Regions from separate parts of the Mus musculus genome. Here all the other regions are linked to region 1. A link is a contact called in public HiChIP or PLAC-seq data. All regions are on one chromosome and are shown on one strand. Each heading gives the region's core, a stretch centred on a gene start, on an enhancer-like site or on the middle of the called end of the contact. The rest is flanking DNA. Distances are from core to core; before and after follow the strand shown. Region 1 has its middle 31 kb from the start of Slf2. Region 2 has its middle 4.7 kb from the start of Gm35183. Region 3 has its middle 11 kb from the start of Mir5114. Region 4 holds the start of Scd4 (stearoyl-coenzyme A desaturase 4). Region 5 has its middle 30 kb from the start of Scd1.

Region 1 (6,101 bases), core at 1,047-3,546:
CTGCCGCGGGGTCAGCAGAGGGTGCCAGATTCCTCCTCACCAGAAACTGTGTCCACCTGCCATGAAGCCACCCTAGGCTAGCCTCCGGCCTCCAACCTGGCCCCATCACACCAAGGACTGTGTACCCCAGCCCTCCAGCTCAGCTCAGTTAAAAGGGGATGGGAGGCCAGAACAGGATCCAAGGACAGTCACGGGAGCTTAGAATTTCACGTGGAATTTTGCTGTTTCCACACTGTGCCTCGGTGAACCTGAAGCATGCGTATCCTTGAAAACTAGTGGGATTAGCAGGAAGGCCTGCAGACGTTCCCTAAGGTCAGAAGCCCCAGCTTTGACCTTGACAGAACCAAAGTCATCCAAGTCGAAATTAAGATAACAGAGATAGAAACCCTCAGCTGAGCCAAGCCGTAGTGAAGCACGCCTTTAATCCCAGTTCTCAGGAGGCAGAGGCAGAGGCATCCTGGTCTACAGAGCAAGTTCAGGATACCCAGAGCTACACAGAGAAACACAAACCCTGTCTCAAAAAGAGAAAGCGAGAGAGCGAGAGAGAAGAGAAGAGAAGAGAAGAGAAGAGAAGAGAAGAGAAGAGAAGAGAAGAGAAGAGAAGAGGACCTCTGTCCTAAGGCAATTGGTTTTCCCCATACTCCAGTTTCAGAAATGATATCTGTTGCACTTGGTGACTATAATAGTCTGACACATCCTGGCTTTCCCTGTATTGCTGATGTTACGGTGCGGGGAGTGGGGCAGGATAGAGGAGGCTCAGGGAAAACCTAAAAGATCTGCACAGCCTCACACAGAACTCCACAATGTCAGGTGGGAGACTTGTAAGGTCTTTGTCCCCCATTCTTTTCTGCCTCAAATACAGAACCAAGGTCAGACCTGAAGTGACTTGGCCAAGGTCCCATAGTCAGTGGCAGAGCTAGAAGGGGGACCCAAGGTAACCAGCCTTTGACTCCTGGTTCTTTACAAAACTCTGCTATCTTCTACATCCCGCTTATGTCAAAGAGTATGGTGTCCTTCGCCAAGTCGCTGCAGCCACCACAGCCCCCAGGCTGACCTTCCCTCCCACCAAGGAGGACAAGCTTGTTCTCTCTAGAGCAAGATTGGTCTCTTTCCCCAAGGCCAATGCACTGGCGCTCCCCCAGGGCCTGGAAGAGGGAATACACGTTGGGAGAAGCATTTGAACTTTCTCTTCTACTCCAGGGAGATAGCAGAGGCTGACCATTCTTTATCTATTTGGAGGACAAGGAGTGAAGGGGAGGCAGAGCATCTCAAGGACTTGCTGTATCTTCAGAGAGTCCCAGTAATGTTGTCCCTTGATCGCTGTGAATGTGTTTATACCAAAAACACTTCAAATAACCTTTACTCTGTGTCAGTATTCTTCTAAGCATATTACGGATTCATTTGCTAATTATATTTTATGTAAATGTAAGCTGGGCATGGTGGCACATGTCTGTAATACTATCATATAGGAGGCAGAGGCAGGAGTGTCAGGAGTTCAAGGTATGCCTTAAACTACCTAGGAAGTCCCAGGCCAACCCTGGCCCCATGGCAGAAATAACTAGTATGTGTGCATCAAACCATTCTGTCCCCTGGAACTCAGTGTGTGTGGGCCTGTGAAGGGGGCTGGGGACAGAGGACAATGACAGGCCTCCTATTCTATCACTCTCTAACTTACTCCCTGAGACAGGATCTCTCTCTCTCACTGAGACTAACTGCTGGGCTGGGGGCCAGAAAGCCCCAGTGAGGGCCTGGAGAGCTACCTCAGGAGAGGAGAGTGCTTTCTACTTTTGCAGGGTTCAATTTGCAGCACCCACAAATGTAGTTCAATTTCAGGGGCTCTGATGCCTCTGGGTTGGATGTCTTCACCTGCTTCAGAGTCTTCAGCTGCTCTCCGCAGGCAGGAACATGGTGCATGGTCATCCTCGCAGGCAATCGCTCACACAAGCACACCTCCGCAATCTTCCTGTTTCTTCCCCATACACATACCTGGGGTGCTGGGGTTGCATCGGTGCTATGGGTGGCTTTTTTCCTGTGGGTTCTGCATATTTGAAACCATCAGTCTCCCCAACCCAATCTGGCCCCCTCTTTTAACCTTAGATTCTCTTTGCCTCTTGTTCTTGTGCCTGGAATACATTTGCATCTCTTCCGTGGGTGTTTATTGTCAGTTTGCTTCCTAGACTAAAATATTGACCCTGCAGAGATGGGGTGAGGGAAATTCCCTCTGCCTCCACGTTAGCCTGATGGATAAGAGCCAGAGGGTTTGGCTTTCAGTTCCTGCTCAACCAGATCCTAGCTGTGAGGCCTGGGGCAAGCTGTTTACACTCTGACTCAGTGGGACTAATAACAGTATCTACTTCAGAAGAGTACGAGGCTTTAGTAACTTAATCAAATGATATAGAATTACTTTATAAATTAATATTTAATCTCAATCCTCCTGTCTCAGCCTCCCTACTGATCAGATTTCACAAGAGTGCTCCCCCTCCCCCATGCCTTTGTGAAATTTTTAGACCTCACATGAAAGAATGGGGGGGAGGGGGCTTGAGGCTCCTGGCTGATGACAGCATGAGCTATCCAAGAGGGGGGGTGGGCGCTGAAAGCTGTTGCTCTAACAGGCAAGTAAGAATGTCTCAGGTAATAGCCCTCTCAAGAATGTGTGACATCCTGGGGCTGGAGTGTGAACCTCGACCTCTCTTAGGGCCAGATAAGGCAGATAACTTGTGTTCTGTGGATTTCCTCTCTCGATGCAAAGTGCCCCAGAGAAAGACTGAAGTTCAGAGTTCGTTTTCTGTCCTGCTAAGCCTCCAAAGGCCTGGTGGGAAAATATCTACATAGCAGGCTTTGGAAAGGCACATTCCCACGGCCTGGGAATCTTCTCTTTACAGCCAGTACAAGGACTGGGGGCTTCCTGTGATAGGGAGGAAGATTCTAAACATTCCAAAGAGATATGATGTCCTTTGAGTCAGCACAACTCTTGTTTACCACAATCTGGGTCACCCCTGCCCTTGGCTTCTTTGAAGAGCATGTTTCTGCTTGAGATAGGCAGCCCGGACCACAGATAGCTCCCATACCATCCCTATTTAGAGGCTTTCTGCCGGGCTCTGGGAGCTAGGGGTGAGGGGTGTGGTGCCAAGAACCCACGGCCCCCTGGCTCCCTCCCACACAGCAGCCCGCACTGACATCTCTGAGGCCTTTGATTAAAGAGACAAGTGACTTTGCCCATTCTATTGATCAGAATAAATTACTAGGAACTAATTTATGGGCCTCCCCACGGCCGATGACATGGTGGATTGTGCGCTATTGGTCAGTAAATTGGATTGTCAGGCTAGATTATTGGTTCGTATACAGTTATCTCTCATAGCAATATCAGGCAGCTCAGGTAGAGGAGTGAAATCCTTTCTCTGCTGCCAGCCTGCCAGGATGTCAGGCAGGAGGCCTTCTCCTTGGCTGCTGGGGAAGGGCGGGGAGGGGAGAGGAGGAGAGGGGAGGAGAGTTGAGCGAGGCCTCTGTGCAGGATGCTTATTAATTAGTGCAGCATCACAGCATTAAAAGAACATTAGTGTGGAATCGTCTGCAGAGTGATGGGGAAATGACATTGTGGGCCTCCTCCTGATTCTCCAGCTATGGCTCTGTTGGGTAGAAGCAGGGAGGGGGTTGATGAGCAGACAGGGGGATGGGAAAGATAAAGGGTGAGGGGCAAAAAGGGCCACGGGGAGGGGAAGGGAGAGGAAAGGCCATATTTGCTGGGAGTTGCAAGCAGAGCGGATCTGCTAAGTGCCAGCGTCGCTGAGCCACGCTGGGGAAATGGAGCTGCCGTTCTGCTCAGTACATCACAGCCAACGATGAAAAGTTCTGGAGCTGGGATTTCTCAGGCAATTTGGCCAGTGATGCATGGGGCAGTAGATCCTCGCGCACTCTTCCGTGCTTCTGCCAAGCCAGCAATAACAAAAACTTATTTTTTGCCAGGGAAACGGATATGAGTCAGGCAGGCCCATCAGGAGTAAGGGGGGCTTTACCACGCCACTGCGATTTGTACCGCTCCACTGTTTCCCCGAGCTCTAAAGACCTGCCAGGAGGAGACAAAGGCGAGACAATTTCGAGTTCATAGTCCTGTGTCCTCGAAGCATAACAGCGTGCCATAGATGGGGACATTCTGGGCCTGTGGGTTGCAAAGTCAGCGGTCTTTCCTTCGAGCCCACTGAGGAGGGGGGAAGTGGGGTGAGGGGGGTGAGCTGGGGTGCAGCTACAGATTCCCGGAAAAGGTTCACCCCCAACTCCAACCTCCCAAAAGCATGGCAGAAGGAGCCCAGAGTGCAAGAAGGGACCGGAAGAGGATGACAAGCAGGAAGGAATTTGGAGTATCAATCTAGCCATGATTAATGAAAGCATTACTATTTCCAGTTAAGACCATCTGTGCCCTCTCATCATCACGGACTGCCAGGGTCTTTCCCACCCACCCAGACCCTGAGCTATCCAGTCCCTGAAGGGTGGGATTGGAAACCCCACTTAGCTCCCTCCCTCCCTCCCTCCCTCTCCTTCTCCCTCCCTTTCCCCCTCCCCTCCTCTCTTCATGAGCCCTGAGGAGGCCTGTACCTCCTCTGAGGCATGATCAGGAACACAAGCAACCTGTTCCCTGAGCTTCAGGCCCCAGGGCAAACAGTCCTGACTTTAGCTATCACTCATTGGACACTGCCAGTGACCCAGTAAGTAAACTCCCCGTGGGGCAGAGACCCAGGGTTCCCAGCTTGCTTGAGCTACCCCCCACACACACACCCGCCCCCCAAAAATGCCCGGAGGAGGTCTCATTAGTAGCTACAAAGACATCAATATATTTCCTCTTCTTGGTGCTGTTCAGCATGCTGATTTGAGAGAAGAGACTCACACCTTGAACTGAAAATATTCTACACATTCCAAAAGGTACAGGCTTCAAAGGTGAAAACCCCTGGCTAAGCCTCTGGGTGTCTTTTATGCCTACCCCCATCACTCTGCTCTCTGGAAGTTAAACTGTGGTGCCTGAAGAGATGGCACACTGGGTAACCGCTCCCGCTGCCAAGCCCGATGACCTGAGTTTGCTCCCCAGGACCCACACAGTAGAAGAGGTCCAACTCCCACAAGCTATTCTCTGACTTCTACACCTGCACTGTGTACCTCCTCAAGACACACAGAGAGAGAGAGAGATGTATATATGTGTGTGTGTGTGTGTGTGTGTGTGTGTGTGTGTGTGTGTGTGTACATGAGTGAGTGTACACACGTACACATTAAAAACTAAATAGATGTCATTTTTATTTAAATTAAATTGTGGCCCTTGGCTATTTCCATACGAGTTCCTACCCTAACTTAATTGTTCTCCCATTCTACTCTCTGGGGACAAACATGAAGCCAAAGAGGAGAGGCCCTCTATGTCAGAAGAAACAGGACTAGATCCAGCCTGGGACAGTGCCACATCCTCTCTTCTGGCTCTGCTAGGTCTCAGCTTTCATTACAGCAATCCTATGGAAATGAGTCTACCCAGACCCAGAGCACCCCGGCCTCCAAGATGGAAGACTTTGCAAAGCTTCGGGAAAGAAAAGTAGGCCCACTGGCCGCTCTATAAATTAGAGACTCATTAAGAAGAGGCAGGAAGGGCTTTGGAGGCCTGAGCCTTTCGATTTCTTGTTGGGATGGTTTATTGCTATTGTTTCTATTTCATACGTTTATTGCAAAACCAATAAAAATTATCTATTAAGAGCAGGAAACTCATCTTTTGACTTCTTGGTGGAGGTTTCTACAGAATAAACTTTAACTGGTCCAGCATAGCTGCGGGAGAGGAGCAAGCCCTATGGAGTCACGCCCTACTGGAGGCCAGCCAGGCACAGAGCAGGAGTGTCCAGACCAGGGTGAGGGAGGGGACAGACTGGGGAGGCCACACAGTCAGGACTCTTCTACAGAGTCCCTGTCAGCTGGCTGTGTATTTCCATCTGTTGCTTAGTGCCTGCAACCGTGCTGCTTCCCAGCTTCTACTCTGGAGAGACCTCACTTGGAAGGAGACAGCCAAACGCTTGATTTATGGAGCTATTCTTGAAATGAATGTTTATAGAGATGTTTCCAAACAGATGAATAAGATG
Region 2 (6,101 bases), core at 1,467-3,966, 630 kb before region 1:
CCCCAAAGAGGAAGCTCTTCAGTCTCAGATTTTACAGTGACTCACGAGAGAAGCAAGTTTGGCTACCCCTATTTATAGTAGTGGAAAGAAATCCAGAGTCCACCTTCAACATGGGTGTAAAAGGCTCAGGCCGCTACAAACGCACAAACCGGAGTTTCTTCTGAGCAGGAGATTCACATACTGAGTCCACCAGAGGGAAGGCACAATCATAACACCCATGACAGCGTTTCTCAGGCCAGATGCTGCAGGCTAGAGGGAGTCCCATCTGACTCTATCAGCAGCAAGTGCTGTGGCTCCCTGACCTTAGCCCCCCCCCCCGCCCCCCCCAGCACCGCACTTCACTCACAAACTAAGCCCAAGACACCAGCACAAGGACCATCTTTTTAAATATTTATTTTATTTGTATTTTATGTGTGCGTGTTGCCTGCATATATAGAGTCAGATCCCCTGGAACTGGAGTTATAGATGGTTTACGAGGCACCGTGTGGATCCTGGGAATCGAACCTGGGTCTGCTAGAAGAGCATCCAGTGCATTTAACCACCGAGCCATCTCTCCAGTTTCCGGAACAGGTCATCTTAACAGTCAACAGGAGCAGGAGATTGAAGCTAACCAGCCATTGTTCTAATTTCCTACCATACTTTAACCTCCTGTACAGCTCTGAGCTCCTCAAATGCATCTTCCTCTGCCGGAGATGCCTCTTGGTGCCTATGGTCAGTAGTCAGTGAAGCGAGGCATAGATCTCTCAGGACTTCGCGTCTCTGTGACAAACTATGGGAAATGGCATGGGGTCCAATTCTACAACCTAGAGGTGACCCACAGTTTCTGTGGCAGTAACCAAGTGCTGAATCTTCAACACTGACCTTGGGGCAAATGCCATGGACTCCAGGATCAGAAATGAGACTCTGTTCTGGGATTGTTACAGGCAGTTGCCCCCACCCTTTCCACAGGGATTCTCAGGGCTTCTTCACGTTACTGGAGCTCATAAAGAGTATTGTGTGGTGTGCTGACTCACGCTGGCTGTGGGCCGAGGAGAAGCCTTGTCAGAAAGGACCAACAGGCCCTTTCCCCCTGTATTTCTCAAACAACAATGAATAGCCCAGGCCAGGCTGTAACAAACACCAGCCCCTGGAGAACAGGAGGGAACAGGATGGCGGCTGTAAAAGGTCACGTGTTTCCATGCTTCACTAAAGTGGAAAGTCACCATATAAAATAGAAAACCCAAAGTGAGCAATGAGAAGCCTTTCTTACGTTCACGACATAATGTAACCACTGTTACATTATAAAACATTTTCTTCTTTCTTCTTCTTCTTCTTCTTCCTCTTCCTCTTCCTCTTCCTCTTCCTCTTCTTCTTCTTCTTCTTCTTCTTCTTCTTCTTCTTTTGGTTTTTGGTTTTGGTTTTTGGTTTTTTTGGTTTTTGGTTTTTCAGGACAGAGTTTCTTTGTTGTAGCCTTCCTTGGCTGTCTTAGAACTAGCTCTGTCAATCAGACTGGCCACCAAGGCCCTCTACAACAGTTCATCACCCAAAACTCTTAAAACCATTTGCCAGTGACACCTAATCTTATCAGCCACAAGCCAACTTTTCCCCACCCTTAGCAAAAACAAAAAACAAAAAAAAACCAACGGTGCTGGCCTAGGAGGTACCCGCTTGCCTTGTACTTCAAGGATAGGGAGTTAAACAATTGATAACCCACATGTGCTACCACCCCCCACTCCCAGCAAGGTTTGCCAGGCAATCACCCAGTGTGTAGCATAAATCAGTGGTGTCAGGTTCAAAAGAAAACTCAAGACAGTTGGCCACCTGTGGTGCCTATTAGCATATCAAAGCGTCTGCTGATCTCGGGGCTCAGTGCCTGAGATTCCTCTCCGCTCTCTCCTGGCCCCTACCCTAAACTTCCCCAACTCTTGGGCTCCCCCGACCCCGACCCCAAGCTTCTCGTTCCTATATAACCCTGCTATTTTAGCCATTGTCCTCGTTGCCCTCTTGGGTCTTGGTCACCTTGGGTCCCTCTTTCTCTTGCTCTCCACTTTTCTCCCTCCTCGATGGCCTGGTTCTCTGCTGGCCATATTTAGTCTGCTCTGGACCCTTCCAGATGCCTCTGGCTGTATTCTCCCTCTAGAGTAAAGACTTTCTCCTCAACAATACCTTGGTGTCCCCATTTCATTCAAGTAATACTCCACTCCTTGGTATTGCCTACTAAGCACTTAAAGTGTCTACCTCAGCCAGTTCATCGACGGATCAACAACTGAGCTGGCTCCACCTTTTGGCAAGTGTAAAAAGCGCTGCAAATATTTGCGCACCAATATTTGGGTATCTGCTTTGGTTCGATTTGTGTACATATCCAGGATTAATTTGTTTGTATGTAATAAACTATTTAACTTTCTGTGGGGTCACCTCAGGCATACCTGTAACCCCAGCAAAACTACCGTCCTTCCGGTCCTTCAGCACTTAGTGCTGAGCGAATGCCCCATTAAAGCCCTCAGAGCATCCCGGGGAGGAGGGCAGCGACTGCGCGATAGGCCGCATCGCTGCCCTACCGCAGGCGGTGCTCACACTCCTACCCTGGCCCTCAGCCAGCCCACACCCAGGTCAACACTGGGAGCCGCCCGAGTCGCGGCCCATCACTCAGAGCCCCCAGGGTCACACCCGTCCACTCGGCCCACAGCGCCTGACTCCGCACAGCCAATCAGCAGCCGCGCTGCGACTCTGCCCGAGTCCGCGCCCATCAGGAGGCGCCGCCTCTGGTTCGGGAGGTGCCCCTGCATCTTGCGGTCGCCCTCCTGTTTGGAGCTGAGGGAGTTTCTAAGGGATGCTGTAACTACCCTCCACCCCCGCCCCCCAGTCCTCCCTCTCCGCCAGGGAGGAACGCAGAGACCTTGGGTGTGGGCTCTGGTCCTCCGCTGCGTTGGAGGTCGCGGGAGCAGACTAAACAGGGCAGGGCAAGGCGGTCACGTAGGAGGCAGAGTGCCACCTCAGCAAAGCATACGGAAGACTGGGTCGTGAAAGCATGAGAGAAAGCAAGCCAGCCAAGTGTTCCAGAGCGTTCCAGGCTGATGTCACCGGGGATGAAAGATTCGAATGCTTGCAGCTCAACTTAGCTACAGCTAGCCCCTGGCGCGCGCGCGCGCGCGCGCGTGTGTGTGTGTGTGTGTGTGTGTGTGTGAGAGAGAGAGAGAGAGAGAGAGAGAGAGAGAGAGAGAGAGAGAGAGAGAGAGAGAGAGACTCAGTCTTCCAAGCGCTGGGACTGCAGAAGGGCTTCTACTTAAGTCATGCTGTTACGTGGGTGCCATCTCCCCAGGCCCACTTACCTGGGTTTATAAAGCGAGCTAGTAACACTCAAATACAAGATGACGGTGTGGCTTTCCCTTTGCCTTAACATATACGCCATACCCTTGGTATACGCCACAACCTTGAAAATTAGTTCTTAATTTAGAATCCTCACACCAGTCAGACTTCTAGGACCAAAAGTAGTGGGCACAACCCCCACCCCCATCCTCATCCCCAAACTTTAGCCCTTTCCAGAAGGAAGTTTCCCTGAAGCTCATTAGCAATCCCCTTTCAGTAAACGTGCATCTTCACTGAATGTGGAGTTGAACACCACATACCAGGCTGTCTCTCTCTCTCCGTGTGGGTGTTCTCGCTTTACCACACTCCAGCTCCGGCACCAAGAAGTCCCCTGAAGAGGCCTGTCACCAGCATACACTGTGGGACCCAATTTAAGGCACCTCTGTCCACCAACATAAAGATATGTGTGTGTGTGTGTATACATATATATGTATGTATATATGTGTATATGTGTATATATACATACATACATACACACACACACACACACACCTTGCTTATTTCTTACTCAGTTTCATTTGGATTGTTCTTATGGAGAGATTTTTCTCAGCCAAGGCTCCCTCCTCTCCGATGATTCTAGCTTGTGTCAAGGTGACATAAAACTAGTGACACACAGGAGGGAAAGAGTGATATTGATTTACTTGTGTGTGTGTTTTTAAAGATTTATTTATTATTATACATAAGTACACTTTAGCTGTGTTCAGATGCACCAGAAGAGGGTGTCAGATCTCATTATGGGTGGTTGTGAGCCACCATGTGGTTGTTGGGATTTGAACTCAGGACCTTCGGAAGAGCAGTGGGTACTCTTAACCACTGAGCCATCTCTCCAGCCCCTGTGTGTGTGTTTTAATACTAAGTGTAGAATTTAGGTTTTCACACAGGCTAAACAGGCACTGTGTCACTGAACTATATCTCCAAGCTTTTTGTTTGTTTATTAATTATAAGACAGGGTCTAAGTTGTCCAGGCTAGTCTTGACTTTGCAATCTTTCTACTTCAGTCTGACTGCTTATTTTCCAGCCCCACCACACATGTGTTGGTGTAACTACAAATGAGTTTTTTTTTTTTAATTACATTTCCTTGGGGCTGGAGAAGGTAGCTCAGTGGTTAAGGTCTTGGCATTGTATCTTGTAGTAATGTCAGAAGCTACAGCCGTAAACTCTTACCAAGGTGACAGCCCAAACAAGAGCTGAGCAACAACAATAGGCATGCTAATGTGGACAGAGGGAAAGTCCATGAGGCCTCAACCCTACACACACACACTCACACACATACATACACATACACACACACACACACATACATACACACACACACTCACACACACATACATACACACACACACACACATACATACACACACACTCACACACACACTCACACACACACATACATACACACTCACACACACACATACATACACACACACTCACACTCACACACATACATACACACACACTCACACACACACACACACACACACACACACACACACACACACACACACGAGGCAAGAAAGAAATGCTGAGAGCAGTGAAAATCCTCCCCCCCAGGGAGGAGCAGACCAATTGGTTTTAATACCAGCCAGCCCTGAAAATACACAAGTAACATGATTTAGAGTGAGCAGATTGTATTTATGTACATAGAGAAAAATGATCTTTTTATATTATAATCTCAAAAAAATAATTTTTAAAAGGAAGTGATTTAATTTGTCCCTGAAAACAAGGCTTTCCATCACTTGCATTTAATTTTTTGTATATCATCTGGTATCAGTATTTCAGAAGCAAAGAGAGTAAGAAGTTAAATATGTTTTTTTCCATCCCCCTTCTATATCCATAAGTAAAATGCAGGAAAAAATTCGTTTTCATTGTGCTTCTGCTCAGTGTAATTAGGTTGACATTGCAGTCTTATGACCTTAGGGGCTTAGCATCTAAGGGGTAAATCCATGCTAATTTTTAAACTTGTACTTCTGTTGTAAGCAACGCTGACAATTATGAAGACATTTCTGCTCACAGTTATGAGTTGACTGTGTGAAATGTAGAGAGATGTGTTTATGTCTTTCCACGTGTCCGAATTTATTGGACAGAGATGCACGCTAAGTCTTTTTTTTTTTTTTAATTTATTTATTTATTATATGTAAGTACACTGTAGTTTTCTTCAGACACACCAGAAGAGGGCATCAGATCTTGTTACAGATGGTTGTGAGCCACCATGTGGTTGCTGGGATTTGAACTCTGAACCTTCGGAAGAACAGTCGGGTGCTCTTACCCACTGAGCCATCTCACCAGCCCCGCTAAGTCATTTTTGTTGCCTGTAACTCACCAGAAAAATCCTCATTTCACTTGATAGTCTGGCCACTGACAATCACAGATTTTTTTTTCTATTGTCATCTTAATTACTAACATTAAGTCTCAGATCCCACATTGCACTACACAGTAAGATATAAGTTACAGAATAACAGCGAAGCAGTTAGAGAGGGTAGGGTGTTCAAAGCAACTGTGATAAAGATGGAGTCAAGGTCTGATAGAATCTCGAGAAAATGTCCCTACAGGGTACCAGGAAATGCAGAGCTGTTCAGGATTCATCTAAGTGAATTCAAGTGGACCACTTTAAGCGGGGAAGATGTTGCTGAGTTGAAAGCCTGGGATACAGTTGAGAGTCTGTTGCCTGTGATACTGGGCTGCACACACCAAATGGTCTGATGGCAGGTTGATGGGTGCCAGCGATGTCCTGTGGGTTTATACGTGAGGTATCTCTC
Region 3 (6,101 bases), core at 1,837-4,336, 580 kb before region 1:
AGCGCCTCAGAGTGGTAGCTGAGTTCATTTAGAGGCAGCAGGAGTGGTGTGGCGATACTGCAGTCAGGCTCCACAGAATCCAGGCACCCTCTCCCTGCATGAGCTTACTGTGTTCTGGAACCAAACAATCTATCCAGCTCCCATTCTTGCTGTGACCTACCACACCCCAGTTTTACACCCACCTCTCAGACCACATAAATAGTGCTGGCATTTTCTCTCCTCGCAACTACAGTCTGGCTGCCTGTAAAGGACTGAGCACTATTATAACTAAGGGCAGCTTCCATTAATTGCAAATGTCTCCCTGCACTTCAATAGTGGCGCTCAGTGGCAAATGTCACGGGAAGTGGGCGTTCTCTTCGGTGACCTGTGCTTAATGTTCTATGCAACAAAGAAAGCACTGAGTTTTGGACAATGAATTCTGAGCACACGCCATAAATCCCAAAGATAAACTCCCTAAGGGACAGAGATTCTGCCCTGAAGTTGCTGGAGGCAGAAAGAGCCCTCCTCCTCTGGTGAGCACTCCTCCCACGCTATCTGCCCGGGGAACAGCAGAGAGCTCACAAAAGGGCAGTGTGTGCTGTGCTGACTCATGGTGATTTTGGTGCTGGGGACATCCAAGAGTCCATTGGCATCTTGGCCATTTTCCACTGAGAACAATGAGTAGTCAGGGTCAGGCCTTGAAAGACTTTGTGAACAAGAACAGCAAACGAGAGAAAACTGGTTGTCAAAGGCATGGCAGGCCCAGAACCACGCCTGGCTGTATTCTTACGATTTCTTTTTTTCTTTTTTCTTTTTCTTTAGAAGTGGAGGGTGAGGGTAAGAATTCTCCTCTGAGACTCTTTGGGTTAGTTATGCCTGTTAACTGAAGCAGCATTTCTTTGGCGTAGAAGCAACTTACACTGTAAAAATAAGGCTCTGTTTACTCTTGCCATGCTTGTAAGATGCCCTGGATTGCGTCCCCAACACTGGAAAAACAAAAACAAAAAACCTAACTAAGTGAATAAATGACATCATAAAAGCATCATTTTAAAGGTCCCAAATCCATGACCATGGCGCATGAATTTATATACTTATACTGTTTAGCCACCGCCATTTATTACTATTATTAGTTATTAATTAATCACCTGGTTTTCAGACAAGGTTTCTCTCAGTATCCTTGGCTGTCCTGGAATTCAGTCCGTTAGACCGGACTCTCTCTCTCTGCATCTCTAGTGCTGCTATAAGAGATGTTTATCACTATACTGGGCCTCATCTTTAGTTTTAAAAAAATGTCATTATCCTCACCCCAAAAGGAAACACTATTCCCATTCGAATGACTCCTCATGACCCTCCCACTGTATCAACAACCAATATGCTGCCTATGAATCGGTTGTTGTTTATGTCGGAGAAATAGCCATACTGTGTGTGTCTGGTAGCCTCCCTGCATGACATTCTGTGTGTCTCTTTGTAACAGGTCCCCCACCGCCCCCCCCCCCCAACCTGGTCCTTAGTTGGCTCCCAAATCTTAACACAACTAACATGGTGAAGTGATAGAAGTACTATTCAGGTCATGGAACCCAGCACATAGGCAGCACCACCCGCCAAAATGAAAACAAAGATCTAATTCATCAAAGGCCATAGCTCTGGGAAGTCTGTAAATGTACTAGCCTTGCTTTTTGGCTTCTGTAGTTCCCCTTCTGGCTAACTGTTCTTGCTAAATGTGTCAAACAAAGACATGTTTTGTATTGTGTGTGTGTGTGTGTGTGTGTGTGTGTGTGTGTGTGCTTAAAAGCTTGCCCTGAGAGAGCTGAAGAGATGGAACAGCAGTTCAGAGCATTGACCGCTTTGCCCAAGGTTCTAAGTTCAATTCCCAGCAACCACATGGTGGCTCACAGTCATCTGTAATGGGATCCGATGCCCTCTTCTGGTGTGTCTGAAGACAGCTACAGTGTACTCATATTAAAAAAAAAAAATACAAAAAAAATGCCATAAGCCGGGCGTAGTGGCGCACGCCTTTAATCCCAGCACTTGGGAGGCAGAGGCAGGCAGATTTCTGAGTTCGAGGCCAGCCTGGTCTACAGAGTGAGTTCCAGGACAGCCAGGGCTACACAGAGAAACCCTGTCTCGAAAAACCAAAAAAATAAATAAATAAATAAATAAAATAATAATAATAATAATAATAATTAAAAACAAACATCTCACCCCGAGAAAGGCTCAAGTCTGTAAGTACCAGCCAGCTAATAGACTTTCTACTGGCTTAAATCTGTGTCTAAGTCATTTCTTTGATTTATCTTCTTTGATCGATTCCTAACATTTTCACACTGGCACAAATCAGTTTTTAACTCCTCATTATGATTAACAGTCCATTGTATTTATGGGGAGCAGTTGAGTTGTCCCCCCCTTTCGGCTTCTATGAATAGTATGCTCTGCACATTTGTGTGTGTATATTCTAGCATTTGCTCTCTGTCGATTTGTGTACACAGGAATGGGATTTCTTCTGTAATAATTCTGTTTAACTTTTTTTTTTTTTGAGTAAACAGTTTTCAACAGCAGTAATGGACAGTGTCACCCACCCTTCACCATAACATTTCTCCTTTTTTTTTTCTTTTTTCTTTCTGCTTTCGGGGAAGGCCAGACCCCATGGAGTAAAGTAGAAGCTCTGCTTCCAGTAGCAAGATTGCTTTAGCCAAAGCCTCAAACCGTGCCTCCAACCTCGCCATTTCCAGGAGCAGGCAGTGTGGCTACCTCCCTGGATCACTAACGCACCTCCCACCCCACTGCGGCCAAACACACATACACAGCCCTGTGACATCATAAATTACTGTCCTGGTGACCGTACATGGAGCCCTACCAAACTCCAACTCAGGTTAAGCTGAGTGCCTGAAATAGAAGCAACATGCAACGCTCTTCCTCCAGTCCTGGCCCTCTGCCAGTGCCTGCCCGGGAGAGGTCCAGCTAGGGTGAGGAAAAGCAAGGGTCAGGCGTGCGGGCCCCTCCCGGGGTTACTCTGGGTTAGCATTGGCCCCAGATTCACTCGCGTTCACCAGGCCCAAAGCGCCTGACCCCTCGCAGCCAATCAGCGGCCTCACCGGGCTCTGCACGCATCGCTCCAATCAGGATGCGCTGCTCCTGAAGCTAGCCGGTGTACCTTGCAGTCACAGATGGAGGCTAGCCCAGTCCCTGACCTCACAACCCCCCCCCCCCCCCCCGCCTCCGCTCCCCGGACCTTGAATGTGGGCTCTGGTCGCCAGCTTTCGCCAAGGAAGGGGGTGGGGGTGTGTGCTGGCAAAGCAGCGCACGTTTTTTTTTGTTTTTTTGTTTTGTTTTTTTCCATCTACGTAGTGCAAACGCTTATGGAGGAGGAGGCAGAGCTAGGACTTAGCAAAACAGACCTCAGATTGGGTCATGGTGTAGAGGAGAGCACTCCGAAAAGCACAGCATTAATGTGATCAGGAACTTTCCAGGCTGATGTCAGCAGGCATGAAGGGGCGTGGAGTGGGCAGTGGGAGGAGAAAATGCAGGGGAGGCGGTGAGAGTCTGGAAATCTCGATATTTAAGAAACTTACTGTGATAGCAGAGGGGACCACAGGGGCTGGAAGCCTTATTCCAGGCTTTGAAAAGACTCCGATGGGGGCATGGGGAAGGAAAAGGAAGGACACATCTGAAAAGTATTTTTGGAGCAGAGTAGACATTCAGATGCTGGAATGGTGAAGTGGATGCAGGGTGGGAGGGGCACCCATGACAGGCTTTTAGCTCGAGTCGCTCTGCAGGGGCAGCCTCTGCACCAACTTAAAATAAGAAGCTTGAAACAAAGCAGGCTTGGACTGGGAGCGGGAAGTTAGTATTTAACACGGGAGTGGGAGTTGTACAAAGTTTGCTGGGATTAAAGGCAGTAATCACCACACATAATCTTAACGTGCCCTTAAATGTGGCTTGCAAGAATTGCATTGAGAATTTTTTTTTTCTGTCTCCATGTTCATCAGGGGAAAAAACGGCTGACAATTTTCTTTTTTAAAAATGTGTGTGCTCTGAACCAGTTTTTATATCAAGGTAATGCAGACTTGGCAGGGTGAACTTGGTAGTGTTCTGTATACCATATGAAACAGTTTAAGGAGCTTGGTTATTACCTCTTCCTTAAAGATTTGATAAAACTCGGCAACGAGTCAGTCTGGTGCTACATTTTGACTTTTGGGGAAACTTTTGGTTACTGTCTCAGTCTTGTTGACTTTTTAAAAAAATGATTTTAGAGCTTTATTATAGAAAGACAGGGGGAAAGAGAGAAGGTAGAAAAGAGAGAGAAGAAAGGCTAGAGAATAAAGAGGGAGAGAGAGGAGAGGAGAAGACAAAAAGAGAGAGGAGTGAGGAGTAAGAGCCGTCTTGTTGATTGTTATGAATCCATTTTAATCGTTTATGTCCTTTTGGCTTGATTTTGTGAGTCCTCTATGACTAGGAGTTTATTTATTTCTTCAATGCCTGCTAATGTATTGCCAATGATCATGGAACTGAAGATGGTTAAAAACTACTTTAGAATGTTAGGAAGTGAAGCTAGTGCACACCTTTCATTCCAGCACTCGGGAGGCTGAGCAAGGTGGAGTTCTGAGTTCGAGGCCAGCCTGGTCTACAGAGCGAGTAAAATAAATAAAAAAGACTGTTAGGAAGTTAAAAGCTATTTAAGGAGCACGTGGGAAGAATGAGTGAATGGGATGAAGACAGTGGGTAGAGAAAGGGAAAGACTAGAGAGACAATGGATGAAAGAAGGAGAAAGAAGAGGAGGGAGAGGCTGTTGAGGGAAAAGAGCAGGAGACTGGGGAAAAAATAAAGAGAAAGAACAAACACAAAGACGACCCAACAGTATAAAAAGGTGTTGCCCTTTAAAGATTTAATTCACATTAATTTTACGTATATGGATGCTTTGCCTGCGTGTATGTCTGTACCTGGTGCTCAAAGAGGCAGAAGAAGCTGTCAGATCATCTGGAATTGGAGTTACAGATGGTTGTGAACTGCCATGTGGGCACTGGGGATCAAACCCTCTACAAAAGAAACAAGTGCTCTTAACAGCTGAGCTATCTCCCTGGCCCCTAAAAGAAGCGTGGGTGGGGGTGGGTGGGTGGGGCATGAAGTAGATAAATGTCAAAGGGGGGAATAAGACTTAAAAACAAAAACCCAGGGGCTGGAGAGATGGCTCACTGGTTAAGGGCACTGACTGCTCTTCCAGAGATCCTGAGTTCAATTCCCAGCAACCACATGGTAGCTCCCAACCATCTGTAATGGGATCTGATGTCCTCTTCTGGTGTGGATACAAACCACAGCAGTGAGAACGGTGCCTGCCTTTGTGCCTTCCAGACCTCCTGCATACTGACCACCCTGATGGAAGGGTGCAGCTGTAAGTGTCATGCACACTCCTTGAACTTTTGGCTTCTGTGGCAGTTAGCGGCAGAGGATTGACTCCAGAGAGGCAGAGGATCAACTCCAGAGACTTACCCACCCGCTGGCCTCAAGCTCAGAGCTATTAAGCTCCAGGGTCATTCTATGTGGCAGAGAACTGCGTCCAGCCACCCATCCTTTCTCTATGTAATTTGAGCTTAGTTTCCTCTGGCCCCCTTGCTTCTGCACAACTGCCTCATGTTCCTGTGGCAGGCCAAACATTGAGGTCCCCTGAGCTGTGGGGGACTCCTGATCTCAAGACTCTAGAGTAGCTCGGTTTCAAATAAATTACCCATTAAAATGATGCCTGATGCTCCTATCTAGTTCATATGTGCTGAGAGAGAGAGAGAGAGGGAAGGGGAGGGGGAGGGGGAGGGGGAGGGGGAGGGGGAGGGGGAGGGGGAGGGAGAGGGGGAGGGGGAGGGGGAGGGGGAGGGGGAGGGGGAGGGAGAGGGAGGGGAAGAGGGAGAGAATGGGATTACTCTTTACCTGACTGAGAGAGGAGTCCACAGCTGGATTGGAGGCCTGAGAGAGCTGTGGGTTTGTCTTGGGGGTAGAACTGCCGGCCTCTCCTTGTCAGGGCCATCTGGTTTACCTTTTGAAGGCTACTTCCGTTTTTCAGCCCACTGCTGGGGAACCTGTGCACTTGAGGTGTGTCTGACTCGCTGGTGCGCTCCCTTTTCTTCTCTGATATCCTT
Region 4 (6,101 bases), core at 1,972-4,471, 570 kb before region 1:
AGACCCTGGATCATTTTAGTTCAGTGTTCTTGAAAAGGAAGGATGTTGATTGTAAAGATCTTTCAAAACGTACACATGCAGGCTCTAGGTTCAAGTGTTCTGTTCCCTCACTGAGAGCATCCCTCAGTGTGTGAGAATTTTTAGCTTAGACCTTTGTGTAAATATGATGAAAACGGATTTTGTTTGTTGTTGTTTTGAGATAGATTCTCAACTCTGTAGCTCTGACTGGCTGGGGACTCATTGAGTAGACCAGGCTGGCCTCAAAGTCATAGAAACCCAACTGCCTCTGCCTCCCAAGTGCTGAAAAGGATTTTAATTTTTGTTTTTGAAACAGAGTCTGGCTTCATCACCCAGGATGTCCTCAAGTTGGTCATCCTCCTTCAGCCTCCCAAATGCTGGGATTAGGCCTGACGACATGTGAGACTGAATTGTCTGACCTATTTGCCCATCATCTATCTCCAACTGTGTGTTGGAGTGTCGGAAGGCTCTTTCCTTAAAACAAAACCCATGAAATCCCCAGCTACTCTAGCTGAGGCAGAGGGGTTCGATGTTCCAAGCCAGCCTGAGCTACATAGTGAAACCTTTCAAGAAACAACCCAGGGCTGAGAAATGTAGCTCAGTGGTACAGCACTTGCCTGGTATGTACCAGGTTATGAATTTGATCCCCCATAGAGCCAAAAGTACACAAAAACAAGACACAAAAATCTGCCCTGACGAAAGTCACTGAAGAAAACAGTTTCTTGGGAGCGGAAATCTCTGGATGATAGATGCACACATTTGATCTTATTGGGTGCCGATAGATTGTTCTTTAGAACAGTTGGGCAACTTCCAGGCTCATAAGTGCCCTTCGAGTCTCCATTTCTCTGCTTCCTAGCCAGCCGTAGATAATGCCATGCCTACTTTTACAACTGCAGTAGGGGGTTCCTCTAGCTCGCATTTACGAATTTCATTTCAAGCAAATCACAGTCCCCACTGGTCCCTTCTCAGATCCCGTAACTTATCTCTCTTCTGGGAAGTGATCACTGAATAATTAATGTCTGTAAGAAATTCTATAATGCACTAGAGAAACCAAGGAAAGGTCAGGCAGGGCTCCTGCCATGAGGAGGCTTATGGTTTACCCGTGAGATGGACTTGCAAACTGGTTTTTGGTTTTTTGGTTTTTTTGGTTTTTTGGTTTTTTGGTTTTTTGGTTTTTTTGTTTTTTTTTGGTTTTTTGGTTTTTTGGTTTTTTGGTTTTTTGTTTTTTTTGGTTTTTTTTGGTTTTTTGGTTTTTTGGTTTTTTGGTTTTTTGGTTTTTTGGTTTTTTGGTTTTTTGGTTTTTTGGTTTTTTGGTTTTTTGGTTTTTTGGTTTTTTGGTTTTTTGGTTTTTTGGTTTTTTGGTTTTTTGGTTTTTTGGTTTTTTGGTTTTTTTGGTTTTTTTGGTTTTTTGGTTTTTGGTTTGTTTTTCCAGACAAGGTTTCTGTCTATAGTCCTGGCTGTCCTGGAACTTGCTTGGTAGACCAGGCTGGCCTCAAACTCATAGAGATCCACCTGCCTCTGCCTCCCAAGTGCTGGGATGAAAAATGTACACCACCATGCCCAGTGCAAACAAGTCTCAATATGGCTGTTAAAATAAAATTGTGGGGTCAAAGCAAAGCAAAGTATGTGGGGAGCCAAAAGGACTGTGGGGTCCCTCGCTGTTTGATAAGAGGGGAAGAGGATGGAGAGGCCAAGGAAGCTTTCACAGAGGGACAAGTTGGTCATGCTTGCCCTCATATAGTCTCCTTTGTGTGTGTGTGGGGGGGAAGTGTACAGGGGAGATGTCTATCTCAGGAGACCCTAGTGAATGCAAATCCCTGCAGTTTGAGCTTCCTCATCCTGCTGTGAATCTACTGAAGACGGCCTGTGAAGTCATTTTGTCTTGGGACTCTAGGCCAGCATCGCTTTCCGAGCAGGGTTTGAGCCTGGGCTCTGGCATCTTGCCTACTATGATCAGTTTCTAGCTCTGTGAGTCACTGGCTCCTGGGACCACAGACAAATTATCTGAGCTCTCTATATCTCAACTTCCTTCTCCTTAAAAACCACAGGTCATGGGTCACGGGGAGACTTTTTAAAAAGTTAGTATTAGCTTTTTTTTTTTTTTTTTAAAGTCATTCCATACCAGCTCAGTCTTCTTATTTCACAGGCAAACCTTTGCACCTCTGCTGCCTGTAAACGCCTGTCTGAGGTTCCCACTTTTTCCTTATAGAAGACTCCCAATTCCCAACCTGATGGGAGAATCTTCAGACCTCCCTGCCTGCAGCAGATGTTCCGGGGGCAGGAACATAGGGAAGTAATTAAATGCTAATGTCTGGAGGTGGTTATCCCCTGTGAAACGAGTCCTATGACTGAGCGTGGGCTCAGACACTCAGCCCTGTGCGTGTGACTGTGTGTGTGAGCTGGTCAGAGCATTCTGCGATTCTGCTGAACATCCTGGGCAGGTGGGTGGGGAAGAGCCGCCACTGGCTTGAGATGCTAAGTAAGAAGGCGGGCTATGCACCTGCTCTTGTCTCGAGATCTGGGGGTGGAGGCCAGTCCACCCCCCCTTACCCCCACCACACCTGATGAGTGGAAAGAGAAGGTGGAATTGTGGTGGACACTGATGAGCTGTCCCCACTGTGCAACTGCCCCAGTGTGACACATTTGCCAAGCACCTGTGTTAGTCCTGGGCTTGAACTTGACTCTCACCCCCCAGATTCACTCTTTTCCCACTTTGTGGACATTTTCTACCCTCTATGAAGCTTGAGAACTGGACCCCAGATTCCTCCAGTCATGATGCTGGCAGAGACCCAGGGTCCACAGAGATGAAACCGAGGAGGTTGGCACAGAGGGCTGTCTGCCAGCGAGATAGCAGATTTCTGGATGCCAGAGCCAGGAAGACAAGAGAGTAACAAATTCCTCTGCTCAGAGCTTGCCAGAGTGCTGAGAATACTCCATCTGTCTAGGAATGGGGACAAAGGTGGCTCTCTCTTAGTGTGTGCAGCATCCCATAGCCTTGCCTTAGGTGAATGTGGGCTTTGCTGGCTGTCCTCCCCTCTCTCGCCTTCAGTCTTTATCTCCTCATGGGGCTGCCTTGACTAGCCAGCTCTGAATTCTTTATCCCTTGTTGGCAGTCATGAAGCACATCTGAACAAATACCAGACACAGTCACCAAGTGCCAGCTCTACATACCCTTTAAATCCTGTGCCTGGAAACAACAACACACAGCAGAACTGACTGGTGACACCTGCACAGTTAGCCGGGCATCAACGCAGTACACACAGCGCACAGTGGGCTCTGGACTCAACGCTTCACCGATCCTCAGTCGCTGCAGACCTGGACCTTGCTCTCTCTGCCTTCACAAGAGGATCTAGGCTTCCAAGGAGCAAGATGACGGCCCACTTGCCACAAGAGGTCAGCTTTTCATCAATGACCCCCTCCCTCTAGCACAGGATCTTTGGTACCAGGTGGGACTGTGCTGACTGGAGAGAGGCCAGAGCTGAGAGCTACAGAGACATCTCAGATATCTTATTAGATTTGTATGACCTTCAAGTGAGGGATGTGGCAGTCATGTTGCCAGTTGACTTTAAAGGAAAGAAAGCTCCCGTCCAGCCAATACCTTTCTGCATGCACATGCATTTTCCTTTGTATGTTGCTTGAGGTATGAATGTTTGATCCCCGTCCCTGCCCCTTCACTGTGAGGTTTGATTGTCAACACATTCTAGGTAGTTTCTGGGAAGTTTTCTCTGCTTCATCTAGCACATCTGTACTCTGTCTTCCTATGATCAGGGCACTGGGGTTTCTGCCTCTACTGCCTTGGCTGTATTACAGGAGGACCCCCCCCTTGCTGTCCTATGTATCTGCTTTTGACTTTCACTTCCTCCCGTTGAAGATCTCCAGCAGGTGTAGCACTACCAACATCATGGAACCCCACTCCCGGAGACAGCAGGATGGAGAAGAGAAGATGCCCCTCCAGGCAGAAGATATCCGGCCTGAAATAAAAGATGATCTGTATGACCCCAGCTACCAGGATGAGGAGGGACCCCCGCCCAAGCTGGAGTACGTCTGGAGGAACATCATCTTCATGGCCCTGCTGCACGTGGGAGCCCTGTACGGGATCACACTGGTTCCCTCCTGCAAGGTCTACACCTGGCTCTTGGGTAATCTCCAAACCCTCCGCCCTGGGCCAGCACCCCATGTCTCCCCCGCCCCCAACTCTTTAATAAGGTAGACTCTGATTCTGAAAAGTAGCCGCTCTCTGTCCAGATTTTTCAAGTTTTCTCTCCACTTTCTGAGATACTGATAACTAGACGGGGAACAGAGCCTCGTGGGATTGGGGTACAAGAGTGTCAGATCTGGGGGGTTCTTTAGCTTGGATGCTAAAGTCTATAAAAGGTGGAGGGATAACTGTATGACAAAGGATTGACAGTCTCCTAAAGAGCTTTTCCGTCCAAAAAGCTTTCTGACTTAGCATTGCCTGCCACAGGAAAACTAGAGCCCTTGCTGAGAGGCATGGGGGCTTAATGAGGGGGTATTTGCTTAGTCGGGAGACAGAGTAAAGTAAGACTATCCAGAGGGGATCGCTGGAGAAGAAGGAATAAAATGGGATTACCAACAAAAAATATTTGTATGTGATTCTGACCAGGACAGGCTTGTTTGCCCCAGAGAAAGATGAGGCAGGTTCCCACACGGTCCAAGTACACTGGTGTAGAGTTCTGCTGCTCCAGGTCCGTCCTGTCAGTTAGCAAGATGTTCTTAAAATGACAAAAATAGAGGGGGAGGGGGGTTTCAGAATTGGGTGACATTCCATTCATTCCCTGGCCAGCCAGTTCCTGCTCTTGTCTCTGGATACCATGTAGGACAAAGGGCCCAGAACCTTCTGCTCTTTCCTCTCTACCTCCACCTCCCCTTGCCCAAAATAGCCAGGCTCAGAGACTGAGAAACCCTGGCCTTCAGACTGTTGTAACAAGAAAGAAGGTTGCCACTGTGTCTCTTCCCTAGCTCAGCAACTTGGGGATCTGTGCGTATGTGCTGATGCAGGGCTGGCCCCTGGACCCACATGTGTGCTTTCAGGTAGATTCGCCTCTGACTCCCAATTCTTAAATCAGGGAGAGAGGAGCAGGCCAGGGCCCCTTGCTACCTTCTGAGGAACGATGAGCCAGAGATCACTCTCTGGAAGGCAGAAGACTTTCTGGTAGCTGCCTCTAGAAGGTAGTGATGTAGAAGTTGGCTGCTGGTGTTGGCCACCCCTGCCCTCCGTCTCTTAGTACCTGCAGCAGGTGAGCTCTGCATTACCTTAAAAGTTCTGTAGGTGCCAGGGAAAATACAACTGAGGAAAAACTCTTTTTTTTTTCTTTCAGGACTACAGTTTTTCCAGGTACCAAGTGGGGGGCAACAGAATTTGCTGTGATTAGGAAGGCCAAGCCATGGTCCTTGGGCTAGTTGTGTGCTTTTCCAGTATTCTCCTAACTTGGATACTCTGAGAGCCTTCTACCCTGCTCGGGTACTGACATGGAGTGCTAAAAGAGGAAAGCTCTCCTGCTCACGTCTTAGAAGTGCTTAAAGATGTTGCTTAATATACCTGGGACACAAACAGACCTTGTCTGGAGGTCATGGAACTAATCTATTTGAACTGAGCCATCTATTTGAACTGAGATGTCTATTTGACAGTCATGGGGTTGAGAAAGAGGCCACACAGTAACAGGGCTCTTGTCTCAATTCCCTTGTGCATGCTCCGAGTGTTTTCAAAGCCAATGAATGTCCTAGAGACACCTGTGACATAAAACTGACACTTTTGGGTGTTCCACTGAGGGCCTCTGATTTGGCCAAAGCTCTTTCTTTTCTCCTGTGATTGCAGGATCCTGGCTCCCCTGTGGTTCGGGGTCATCTTGGATACGTGGGAAGAGCTCAATCTAAATACATCTAGAAGCAGAAAATCACTTGGGTCTGGTCCCAGCTCAGAGAGAACGTGGGCAGAACTTTCCCTGCCTGCACACTGGCTCTGTGATCTTTGTGGGAAGCCCAAAAAAGGAATGCTATTGGGCAGGAGAGGGGAGATGCTGTTTGGGAAACTGTTACTTCTGGCTCTAGAAGAACACAAGAGA
Region 5 (6,101 bases), core at 1,942-4,441, 520 kb before region 1:
CCTTACCAGAATGTCCCTCTTGATAAGCAATGCCCGTGTGTGTGTCTTCCCAAGGTGTTATACCCCTCATATACCTCACCAGACACAAGAAGGTGACCGTTTTAATGACATATGATGGGAACTTCACCATGAGAGCTACAGCATTCACAGGAAGGCATTCATGAACTCTGCCGCCCAGGACAGCATTAGCGTGAAAGAGGAGCTAACCGGGGCCAGCTCTGCCCACTGCAAACCTTCTGCTGTGGACTACTGATCAGTTTGAGAAGTCAGAATCCAGCCTTCAAGATTAGGGATTGTAGGGTTGGTGAGATGGCTCAGTGGGTAAGAGCGTCCGACTGCTCTTCCGAAGGTCCAAAGTTCAAATCCCAGCAACCACATGGTGGCTCACAACCACCCGTAATGAGATCTGACTCCCTCTTCTGGAGTGTCTGAAGACAGCTACAGTGTACTTACATGTAATAAATAAATAAATAAATAAATAAATAAATAAAGATGAGGGATTGTAGCCAGGTGGTGGTGGAGCACACCTTTAATGCCAGAACTCAGGAGGTAGAGGCAGGTGGATCTTTGTGAGTTCAAGGTCAGCCTGGTCTACAGAATTGAGCTCTAGGGCTACACAGAGAAACCCTATTTTATAAAACAAATCAAAACAACAACAACAACAAAAAACCCAAATAATAGATTAGAGGTCTATAAAATGTCAAAATAAGGGGAAAGGCTATGTTTATCTTATGTTATGTGCCTGTCTGTTAGCTGGTTTTATAAACCTTACACATGTATGCCTTCCCTGGTTGAGACCCTGTGAATGGAAGGGTAAGCTTTTGAAAATTCTCTTTTATGTGTTTTCCACCTTATTCTAAGAGTGGATATTAGGCAAGTCAGGTTTAAAAGGCCCTTGGGCCAGGCTTTGCCTTTCAACACATTATTATAAATTGCCGGGAAACATTTCATAAGCTAAGTTGGCAGAGGGTTAATTTAGCTTTCAGACCTACACATAGCATGCAGTCATGTTAGGGCCAAAAGTCATGACTGGAGAAGCCTGACCTGGCTAGAGTATCCCATGCCCCATCCCAGTTTCAAGATGGGCATGTGGTTACTCAGCTCTGTGAAGACTGACCACCACAGCCTCTTGTATGTGCTTTCCTACTTAACTCAGCTTTCTCAACAGAAATCCAAGAAGTGGGTACAGTTTGTTGGTACTTTGTATTTTCAAGTTGGCTAAAGTTTTCATTTTTTAAAAAGATGAATATGAAACCACTCTTCTCTTTCTCCTTTCCCTCCCTCCTTCTCCCCCGTCCCCCCTTTCCATGTCTTACAACTTAGCCCAGGCTAAGTAGTACAAAAAAGGGTGTACAAAAAAGATCCTTCTGGCTCTTATCTCCCCAGTGTTGGGACTCTTGATTCCTTTTGTCAGGATTTCATAGACATTTATTGAGTGAGGGGGGGAGGGGTGGATATGAGGGTGGGGCTTCCTTTGTCTTGGTAAGTAAGGAACTCTCAGGGAAAGAGTCTGACTAACCTAGGCGGTCAGAGGTCCATCTTCTTGCTAAGAGGGTCCAACCTGCAGCCCTTCTGCAAGCCCAGGATATGCTTCACACCTATTTCACACGGAGAACCCCAGGGGCCTGCTGCTTCCTGGCACAAAGGAAGAGGCCATTTGAATAAGCTAAATGCAGAAGGGAAAGAACAAACGTCACAAAGATACATTGTATCCACAGGCAGCTGTGTGAAAGCAGTCATCTGTGAAGAAAAAAAACCCAGCAGATCCCAGGGGACATTTTTTTTTCTCGCCACACCCAAGCCCTCACCATACTCTTGTAACCTCTTTGATCATAGAGAAGCAACACAGGAGTTTGGGCTGCCCTAGAGACCTACTTCAGACACAAAGGAAATTTTGGGACCAGATCTCATGGGTAGCAAGACTGAGAGGCAGTCATAAGACAAAGGTTCCTTCCAGCTAAGAGTCTAGAATTTCTCTCTCTCTCTTTCTCTCTTTTTCATTTTTATTTCCTTATTTTGGGTGTGTTTAGGGAGGGAGGCACATCGCAGAAGAAACTCAGGGCATCAGGGTTTGAGGCAGGAACCTTTTACCTTCTCTTGGGCCCAAATACTAGTACTTTAAGAAAAAAAAAGATTTATTTGTTTATTTTCTATATATGTGTACAGTGTAGCTGTCTTCAGCCACATCAGAAGAGGGCATCAGATCCCATCACAGATGGTTATGAGCCACCATGTGGTTGCTGGGAATTGAACTCAGAATCTCTGGAAGAACAGTCGGTGCTCTTAACCACTGAGCTATCTCTACAGCCCGAATTTCAGCACTTTAAAAATAGTATTTCAAGCCGGGCAGTGGTGGCACTTGCCTTTAATCCCAGCACTTGGAAGGCAGAGGAAGGTGGATCTTTGGGGCCAGCCTGGTCTACAGAGTGAGTTCCAGAACAGTCAGGGCTACATAGAATAATCCTGTCTGGAAAAAGCAAAAAAAAAAAAAAAAAATTTAATTTTAGAAGCAATTATAAAATTCTTACATAATTTTCTCTTTCTGCTTCCTCTCTCCGAACCCTCCCCTACGGCTTTCATTGCTCCCCTCAAATCCATGGCCTTTCCTCCCCAAGAATTGTTACTATGTATATGTATGTGTAATTGCACATAAATTCCTAAATTGAGCCTGCACAGTCTGTATGTTACTCATATATATGTTTTCAGGGCTGGCCATTTGGTGTTGGATAATCAATCAGAGTCTTTCTTGTGGAAATAGCAATGCTCAGAGAACACAAGATGACCAACTGTCCATCCACGTTAAATTCTGACACAGGGCTAGGGAGGTGACTCAAAAGCACCTGCCACCAAGCCTGACAACTGCTCCTACCCCATGCTCGCATGGTAGAAGAATGTCTGAAGTTGTCTTCGGAGATGCTTTTAAAAAAAGAAAAAAGAAAGACCTTTGACCCAGCTGGCATTGGCTGGGGTCACAGTGGAAACATTATCTTAACCTGGGCTTATGTTGGGTGTGGTCACAATGCCTATAAGATGTGTCAGTGAGCTTCACAGACAGAGAGAGGATTGACCAACACTCTAAGCGATTCATGTGATACCAGGCTGATGAGAAAGAGACACTCTAGACACCTGAGGCTAAGATCTTGAAGGGACACTTCAGTGGTTACACAGAGCAAGGGAAGGTGACAGGGCCAGGGGTGACAGGGCCAGCAGGAGAGCAGAGTGGAGTGAGAACAAAGAGCTCTGACAGAAGCCCAGGTCTCACAGGAACTGAGCAAGGGCTGGGGCGAGGCTCCCTCAGCAGCTCCAGCTGCAGTTCTGCCCCACCCCCACCCCACCCCCACCCTGTCCCCAGGGAGTCTCAGAGCCTGCACCAGCTGCAGGGGCCCTCACCCTTGGCATTCCACAGTGTCCTGAGCAGCTTCACTTTCTCCCTCTCAGTCAGGGGCTGAGGGAAGTGTCTGCCTCACCTTCAACTCTGCTCCTCATCCTGAGAGAGAAAAGGCAGCTCCTGCAGGGTCCCTCTGGCTCTCCTGGAAACTAAGTGCACAGTTGTAAAGGAGCCGCCCTGTGAACTCTGGAGAGAGAAACACTATAGCAGCTAAGCACAGGGATCCATGAGAATCTCTGCTTCCTGCTCCACAGGATGGCCCTATGCTGGATGCAAGTGAAACTTCCCCAGGGAGGAGGTCAGAGCATCCTTGCAGGGATGCAAATGCTGGCCTGGCTCCTCCTCAGGGAAGGAGCATCACCCTGAGGGGCTCTGTGTGCCCACCTGGCAGCAGGTGTGGATTCCAAGCTCAGCCTGCACACCTGTGTCCAGGGGATGACAGAGACTCTGGTGCACCTTTTTGTCTGTCCCATGCTAACCTTGAACATTGGAGGTAAGGGGGCATTATACGGGACATGCAAAAGCCAATCCAGAGAGGTTTCCATGGCGGATCTTGTCCTTACAGATGACGACATCAGGTGGTGTCACAAGCCTGCTCTGTGTAGACCTGGAGTTAAGAGTGTATCCCACAAAACCCTGGGGCAGAACCCACGGCTCTGCTCCTTACATGGGTTGGAAAAAATAATGCTCTTAACTGCTGAACTGTCTCTCTAGCACTCTCTCGGGAGGGAGAGAGAGAGAGAGAGAGAGAGAGAGAGAGGCAAAAGCAGAAGGGAATAAAAGATCATCACTGGATGAATCACAGAAAATTCCCTAGCTATGAAGAACAAGCATTTCCCCTTCTCAATGACTTTTTAATTAATTTATATATGGTGTATGTGTGTATGGGTGTGTGTGGGGGGGTATGTGTGTGTGTGTGTTTGCATACACATGTGCATGCAGGCAAATGTGAACAATGCATGGGTAGAGGTCAAAGAATAACTGGGTAATTTTCAGGTCTTGGTTCTTGTTAGCTTACAGACAATTCATTAGGCTACTCCAAGGAACCTAGTAACAGCTACCCAAAATTATAGAGCTGCCAAGTGTATAAGAGGGACTGCTTGGCTACCCCAGCTTACTTGTTTTCTTGCTCTCTCTCTCTTGCTCTCTCTCTCTCTCTCTCTCTCTGCCCCTACGTGTCCCTGGCCGGCCTCTCATGCTCTCTTCCTTTCTTCCTCTCTTTCTTTCTGTCCTTCTCCCCTCTATTCTCTGCCTCTATCCCTTTCCAGGTCACTTCCCTTCCCTTATACTAGGCCTGTCGCATGGCCTGATTCCTCAGGGGACACCTTGGCATAGGCCAGCTAAAGTCCTCCCTCCCACCACATTATAAAACGTAGCAAACACTCTTGATAATGGAATTTGTTCCAAACCAAGGCACAGCATCACACACTTTGGGAGAACTGGAATCCTACGGAAGTCTTTTTAAAACACTCTGTTTCTAAGAGGCTAATAAGAGGATGCACACTTCTTAATAAAGGAGCATGCAAGAAAAGAAGGGAACACAGTGACCCAGGGAAGAAATCCAACATACAGAGGAGAGGATGAACTGAGGGTACCTGGCTAAGTCTGAGCAGAAGAGAAGGCTGCAGGAAAGAACACTTGAGGTCACCGGGACTAACAGAATTCCTGATGTGACCAGATGTACTAGGAAGAGCTGCTGACAACTGATGCAGAGGTTGAATTGCTAAATATATAGAGAGGACCCAAAAGAAAAAGAAAAAAGAAAGAAAACAAACAACAATATCACAACAAGAACAACAAAAGCACACTGTTACTATAACCAAAGGAAATACAAAGTTACGTAAGAAAGAAATCATGGAGCGATTGCATGACTCCAGCGTGAGCAATATTTACATAGGTTTGTATAAACTCTGACTGTGGACACAGCCAAAGTTACAACAGATCTGCATGGAGAGGGTGAAGAAAATATTGTCTACAGGTGCCCATCATCATGCTAACGTAACAAAGAAAAGATGATCAATCAGACTGAAGAGAGGCTCACTGGCTGCTCTTCCAGAGGACTCAGGGTAAGCTCCCAGCAGCCTTTTGATGTTACACAACCACCTTTAACTCCAGTTCCAGGGGAACTAACACGCTCTTCTGGCCTCTATAGGCACTGCATGTACATGACACATATACATGTAGGCAAAATACCCACCCACATAAAAAGTAAGGAGGAAGAGGAGGAGGGGGGAGAGGAGGAGGGGGAGGAGAAGAAGGAGGAGGAGGAGAGATGGTCAATGTGGTGGAGTATTTGTGTAACACATACAAAGCTCTGGGTTCTGCAAGAAAGGAAGAAAAGAGAAAACCTCAGTTTTGATGGTTAGATGTGAATAAAATTATATATATAACACCTAAAATCACTAACTAGCCATATAGGCACATCACTTAGAAATACAGAGAAAACAGGTCATGGTGGCCATGGCTATAATCCTGGTGCCTGGGAACTAGAGGCAGAAGGACCAAGAGCTCATGTATCCTGAGCTGCATAAGTCCCTGCCTGAAAATCAAAGCAAACACACAAACACAGGGAGGAGGCCAGGGAGATAGCTCAGGCAGCAATTGCAACTAATTTACAAACAGGAGAACCTGAGTTCAAACCCCAAGTACCCTTGTCAAAGCCAGGTGTGGCTACATCGTGAGCTGTGGAAGGAGGAGCTTTACCAGGGATAAG

What was found. HiChIP or PLAC-seq counts read pairs in DNA pulled down with a chosen protein or histone mark.
Region 2: an HNF4G HiChIP or PLAC-seq map of pancreatic cancer cells shows a contact between it and region 1. The contact joins two enhancer-like sites. A contact is called at or near these places in 1 of 115 datasets of contacts at active chromatin or transcription factors (pancreatic cancer cells) and 1 of 9 other capture datasets (embryonic stem cells).
Region 3: a contact with region 1 is called in an H3K27ac HiChIP or PLAC-seq map of extraembryonic endoderm stem cells, with 2.6 times the contacts expected there. The contact joins two enhancer-like sites. A contact is called at or near these places in 6 of 39 promoter capture datasets (the 3T3-L1 cell line, 3T3-L1-derived adipocytes, the HPC-7 cell line and 3 more), 2 of 115 datasets of contacts at active chromatin or transcription factors (extraembryonic endoderm stem cells and pancreatic cancer cells) and 1 of 9 other capture datasets (embryonic stem cells).
Region 4: a FOXA1 HiChIP or PLAC-seq map of pancreatic cancer cells shows a contact between it and region 1. The contact joins the promoter of Scd4 here to the enhancer-like site in region 1. A contact is called at or near these places in 6 of 39 promoter capture datasets (the 3T3-L1 cell line, frontonasal cranial neural crest, hippocampal neurons and 2 more), 1 of 484 Hi-C or Micro-C datasets (B cells), 1 of 115 datasets of contacts at active chromatin or transcription factors (pancreatic cancer cells) and 1 of 9 other capture datasets (embryonic stem cells).
Region 5: a FOXA1 HiChIP or PLAC-seq map of pancreatic cancer cells shows a contact between it and region 1. The contact joins two enhancer-like sites. A contact is called at or near these places in 1 of 15 datasets of contacts at CTCF or cohesin (embryonic stem cells), 28 of 484 Hi-C or Micro-C datasets (the AtT-20 cell line, B cells, the C10 cell line and 15 more), 4 of 115 datasets of contacts at active chromatin or transcription factors (embryonic stem cells, extraembryonic endoderm stem cells and pancreatic cancer cells) and 1 of 9 other capture datasets (embryonic stem cells).

The regions. Positions count from the first base shown.
Region 1 is chr19:44,896,610-44,902,710 of GRCm38.p6, forward strand. No RefSeq gene overlaps it. Among named protein-coding and RNA genes, the nearest start is that of Slf2, 31 kb to the right of the region's middle. Within about 2 kb of position 2,297, at least 39 of the 459 cell types and tissues checked have an H3K27ac peak or open chromatin away from gene starts, as enhancers often do. A contact at or near this core is called in extraembryonic endoderm stem cells, liver and pancreatic cancer cells, where this site is marked.
Region 2 is chr19:44,264,430-44,270,530 of GRCm38.p6, forward strand. No RefSeq gene overlaps it. Among named protein-coding and RNA genes, the nearest start is that of Gm35183, 4.7 kb to the right of the region's middle. Within about 2 kb of position 2,717, at least 306 of the 459 cell types and tissues checked have an H3K27ac peak or open chromatin away from gene starts, as enhancers often do. A contact at or near this core is called in pancreatic cancer cells, where this site is marked.
Region 3 is chr19:44,311,610-44,317,710 of GRCm38.p6, forward strand. No RefSeq gene overlaps it. Among named protein-coding and RNA genes, the nearest start is that of Mir5114, 11 kb to the left of the region's middle. Within about 2 kb of position 3,087, at least 328 of the 459 cell types and tissues checked have an H3K27ac peak or open chromatin away from gene starts, as enhancers often do. A contact at or near this core is called in extraembryonic endoderm stem cells, liver and pancreatic cancer cells, where this site is marked.
Region 4 is chr19:44,330,105-44,336,205 of GRCm38.p6, forward strand. It overlaps Scd4 (stearoyl-coenzyme A desaturase 4), which reads left to right and starts at 3,222. Exons shown (of 6, transcript NM_183216.3): 1 at 3,222-3,411; 2 at 3,890-4,157. The coding sequence starts at 3,388.
Region 5 is chr19:44,374,975-44,381,075 of GRCm38.p6, forward strand. No RefSeq gene overlaps it. Among named protein-coding and RNA genes, the nearest start is that of Scd1, 30 kb to the right of the region's middle. Within about 2 kb of position 3,192, at least 65 of the 459 cell types and tissues checked have an H3K27ac peak or open chromatin away from gene starts, as enhancers often do. A contact at or near this core is called in extraembryonic endoderm stem cells and pancreatic cancer cells, where this site is marked.